2 separate regions of the Gossypium arboreum genome follow, and region 2 is linked to region 1. A link is a contact called in public Hi-C data. All regions are on one chromosome and are shown on one strand. Each heading gives the region's core, a stretch centred on a gene start, on an enhancer-like site or on the middle of the called end of the contact. The rest is flanking DNA. Distances are from core to core; before and after follow the strand shown.

Region 1 (2,670 bases), core at 124-2,623:
TAACACTGCATGGAGTCACTTCAAAACCAACAATCTCATAACCAGATGCCTTCTTCTTATCAGCTTCGGAGATGACACCCATCCCTTCTTCCCCAGTTCCAATTATCTGCACACCACTTCCCTCATACTCATGAACCAAGACCTTGAACTTGAGATGATTGATAATGTAATCATCATTACTATTTGGTGGAGTAAACCCAACTGGGAATCCAGTCCACTGAATACTAACCCCATTTTGTTTTGCAATCCTCATAACCGGCAAATTGTCTAGAATCATATTCACTTGATATAAATCACGAGTCCTCTGTTTCAAAAGCTTAACTTCATGCTCATTCAAGGGGCTGGTAGTACAAACATAGAGGGACTCGTTCACATTCATTTTAAACCGATAAGGGGAGTTATCAATCTGATCTCCCATGAGAAGCTCACCTAGATTCTCGGCACTTTTCTTTATTCCACCGAGAGGTTCGCAATAAGGGAGACTGTAATAACTAAAGGGAAGCTCGGTTTCAATGGAAGTCAATGAATTAACTTTGGCAACTATCGTATCCGAAGTTGAATACGTGTGCATGTAACTTCCAGGCAGATAAAACCCATGACAAGAATGGGCAAATAGAACCACTAACAGAAAAACCGAGCAGATTCCGGGCATCTTCCTTTCCGAGAAAGCCATGATAATAGCAGATCTTGCAATATACGGTTCGAATCTAAGCTACTATAGACTGAGCATTCAGTATAAGGAGGAAAAATCTACAGACAAACAGGTTTTCAACAATCAGTTTCCACGCAAATTTAACTCAACATTAACTAGCGCAACAAAAGCATTAAAACGATACTGAGATTCCTAAGTACCAAAAAATTAAAAAAAAAAAAAAACAATTTCATTGCATTAGCTTTGAAAGCAGTAGATCCATATACCAAAATGCAAAAAGCATCATTTTTTTTCCTTAAACAACGAAAAGTATTAAACGTTCATATCAATAAAAAAAATCACAAAACAGATCAAAGTACTGAACAAAAGAAGGATTATAAGATTAGATCTAGAACCAAAAACCCATTTAAGTAAAAGGCAGAGAGACAAGAATAGGATAAAGAACCTGAGACAGGTCTAGGGTTCCAGTTGAAAGTGATTCGGCTCTTTGGGAACAGAAAACGCGTAAGAACGAAGCTTCTGCTTCTCTTTGATATATATTTTTTTTCCACTTTGTTTCAGTGGTTTAACTTTAAAGCTAGTAGGAATGAAGCGAATATATTGAAGAGAGCAAAACGGAGGAGAATGGGTAATTTATAAAATTATAATAAAATATGAGTCACAAATCTACCAACATGGGAAGTTTTAATAAATCTTGAATTTATAAATTATGAAATAAGAATTGACAGAACTCTTGTGTGGGGCGGCCTCCAAAACTTAATAGGTTAAATTCTGTTTTTAGTCTCTGTATTTTACAAAAAGTTATAGATTTAGTCCTGTATTTTTTGAATTTTAAAAATTCAATTATCACCAAACTATAGCTAATAGATTCATAAAGTTAAATTCTATTGTTTATAAAATCTAATGTGACAAACTTATTATCATGTGTGTAATGTCATATCAGTTTGTTTTTTTTACATATTACTCATCAAACATCCAGTCAATGGATTATCAACTGTTATTTGTGTAAAAATTGAAACTTCAAGAGTTAAAAACTATAGAGATTTAAAATGATCCAGTTGGAGAATATGGGCTGTAGCTATGATTATACGCATAGTAGAAGATTAGTAATTTAACTTACTCAAACGGATTTAACTGCTAGGACTAAAATTTCAAAAGCCAAAAAGTACGGGATTAAAATTGATCAACTTGAAAAGATAGAGGACTACAATTGATCAAATTAAAATATAAAAACTAAATTCATAATTTTTACAAAGTATAGGGACTAAGAACAACATTTAAACCAAATATATATATTTTCACCGCTCCCATCGTAATTCGGCTAGATCCGCTGGGTTGAATTTTAATGGAGGTGAGATTTTGTTTCCATCAAATTTTGAGATAAATTTCATCTATGATCATTTAACTATTAATAAATTTATATTTTGATCATTTTATTATGGAAAGATTATAACTATTCGAAATTCATCATTTAAGTCACCTCGATGACTTGCTAATAAATAAAGTAGTCATTATTCCTCAAATATATCATTAGTTACCTAATTATTAATGATACTTACAAATTTAATATCTAAATTACTTAAATTATAATTAAAATATCAATTTGATATTTTAAGATTCTTTAAGAAATAAAATCAAAACAAATCCCAAAAATATATAAGAATATAAAAATTCTTAAAATCTAAACATTCACAATTTATTTTTGAAACTATAAAATATTATTTTAAAAACTTATATTTATATAAAATTTCAAAAATTAAAATTCTAAAATAAAAAAACTACATAAATTTTCAAAAATCTAAAAATTGATTTTTTTTTTTTTGTATTAACAGCTACAATTTACTCCACCAATCAGCGATGTTTGTAAACTCTTATCATTCTCTCTTTAGTATTTAGGGACTTTTGGATATTACTCATTTGAACTACTATTTTAATTTTATGCCTCGAAATAAATTTTAAATCAAAAACTAAAACAAATGAATGCTTTGAAATAATTTCTCAGAAAAATAATATTTTGA
Region 2 (2,670 bases), core at 60-2,559, 150 kb before region 1:
TTTTAAAAAATTAAATTAATTTTTATTATTTTTAGGAAGTTAAAATATAATTTTACTTTTACTAATTTAAAATTTTAAAAAATTTAAAGGACCAAAATGACAAAATTTCCATTTTTAGGGTGCGGGGCACCTGCCAGCGTCCCCAAAAATCCGACACTGTCAACAACATTTAAGGCATGGTAAAAGTTAAAACGTAAGAGAGATGGAAGGAAGAGTTAAAACGTAAGAGAGATGGAAGGAAGAGTGAAGTGAGCAGGTGCTAAAAGAAAAGCATCACGACTACTTTTGCTTAGAGATGAAATAGAAACACTCGACACTCCCATCTCTTACATAGCATAAGTCAGCAACACCAACTTGTTGCACTTCAACCTAAGCAATACGACAAATTTTGTTCAAATCTCAGAAAATAAATTGTCTTTAAACACCTTCCTAAGAGGCTCTTTTTACAACTAAGATCTCCGGATTATATTCTCATATTTTACCAATTCTACTTTCATAAAATCAGTGGTTGGTAATCCTTTAAATCTTTGTCCACTTCTCTTTGCAATGACAGGGTTTTATAAAATATATGATAACATCCATTTTTTTTGTTTATTTTGAATGTAAATTTGGGTGACAAGATATCATTATCTATAACATGTTTGAGATATTTTACTAAAGGAAGAATTGTGTTTTGACTCTCCGGCCAACTCAATTCAATGGTGAAAAGCATGGGCTAGATGGCCTTGACCCAATTTAACCCACAGTTTTTTTGTCAAATTCATTCCTCATCGGAAACCAGATACAAACACAACCTGGAAGATTGTAATTACGAACAAAAATCCAAACACCGAATGGCTACTGCCTTCCACGTTTCCCTTCATGCATCCATAGTTCACAAACTGAAACCCACAACGCCCTTCCCCCCGCCCTCCCCACCGTCACAGTCCATTCACTCGGCGACACCTCCGCCCTCCGTACACGTCATGTACTCCATTACCATGTGCATTTTCACTCACCTCTCCGGTAAGCATAGCAATCCCCTCCCCCCTCCCCCCCCACTCCACGCCCCTTTCCCTCTCCTCGATTTCTTCTCCTTGCTTGTCCTGGTTCAAAAGTCTCACTTCCACCCTTTTTTTTCCAGTATCCAGATAATTACAAAACAGCCGTTGTGTCCTTCTTTGGATTGTTCTTACTTTTATTTATCACAATATATATAATTTTTAACACTATTAGTTCCGTGGCCCCCACAGAAACTCCTGGTGGGGTCCTCAGTTCTCTTGTTTCTGTAGGGTATGTTGTATATTGGCCAGGCTTTATTCATCAGCTGTATATATCTGGGGGTAATCTTAGTTTCTGTGTTGAAGACCTGCAAAACTGTAAGAGATTTAGAAGTGTACTAGGAAAGAGAAAATGGGTGAGATTCTGAGTGAATTGAACAGTGTTTCGGTGGAAAACAATGTTGTGAGTCAGAATTCTGATGAGTTTAAAGTGTCGGTGTTTGGAGAACAAGTGTTGGCTGGTCAAGGTGTTCATGTCAATGGGCATAATCAACACGACCAGCAGCTTCACCAGGGCGGTGGTAATAACAACACATTGCTTGCTTTGCAAGAAATCCCTGGAAATTTACCTCCTTTTACAGTTAGTAATGGCGATCCTGTTTTTGGTAACGAGGTGGTGGAAAGGGTGAGGGAGAAACCTAAGCTTATCGTCACTAATGATATCAAACCTCGCCTCCGATGGACTAGTGAACTCCATTCTTACTTTGTTGAAGTTTGCAATCGGCTTGGTGGCCCTCAGAGTCAGTGCTCATTTCCTTGAATTCTCTGCCATACTCTTTTCATTCTTTCCAAATTGTTTTTCCAGTGTGAACATCCCTTTCCTTTCTTAAGAAGACAAACAAAAACAATCTTATGTAAGTGATATATGTTGTATTGGTGGAAATGATCCTTTTTCTGCATATAGTAATCTCAAGAAAATGACTCATAAAATTGCTTGATTTTCTCTTTCAATTGGAAACAACATGCATGTTAAGTGCTGAGCAAGATGTCTAGGGGGTGTTTTTTCCCCTGTTCATCCATATCTAACATGGATCAACTGCTTAGGCTGGCTCAGCGAATTTAGTCCTTTTATGTTGAATAGTTAAATTCTCCTCTAACTGCATTCTGCTTGCTCAACTCTGAAAATTTTCTTTTCCTTTCTTTTTTTTCTTTTCTTGGTATAATGATATATGCTTGTTTCTTTGGAAAGTAACAACTCTTACTACTTTCCAGGCTATTTAAGGAACATGCATAACCTTTGCCGACAAATTTTTAGAGTAATTTAAAATGATGATGGAGAAACTAAATCATCCTCATTTACATAAGGACATGAGCCTTCTCTGAATTTGTCCTCTTTTTTAGAGAACTTGTATGTTTAAAGCATTTAAAGACACTTTGATTTATACGTGATTTTTTCTTGATATAGTTTAAGTTATCTTTTACTGCATGCTGCTAGTTCCCTTTTTTTGTTTGAAACATAAGCTTGTGCAAATGAATATTTCCATAAGTTGCTAATTTTTGGCAGGTAAGGTCAAATTGGATCATCTTGACAAGTTTTTCCACTGAAGATTTTTGCAAAACATATATGTTTTAAGCATTTAAAGATTGCTTCAATTCATATACAACTTCTTTTCCTGATATAGATTTTGTT

The links. Hi-C and Micro-C count contacts between places; a contact is called where the count stands out from the background.
Region 2: a Hi-C map of leaf shows a contact between it and region 1, with 4 times the contacts expected there. The contact joins the promoter of LOC108476618 here to the promoter of LOC108452648 in region 1. A contact is called at or near these places in 3 of 5 Hi-C or Micro-C datasets (all in leaf).

Annotation. Positions count from the first base shown.
Region 1 is chr7:6,378,742-6,381,411 of ASM2569848v2, reverse strand. It overlaps LOC108452648 (transmembrane 9 superfamily member 12), which reads right to left and starts at 1,373. Exons shown (of 2, transcript XM_017750453.2): 1 at 1,098-1,373; 2 at 1-750. The coding sequence starts at 673.
Region 2 is chr7:6,526,133-6,528,802 of ASM2569848v2, reverse strand. It overlaps LOC108476618, which reads left to right and starts at 1,309. Exons shown (of 6, transcript XM_017778890.2): 1 at 1,309-1,780. The coding sequence starts at 1,393.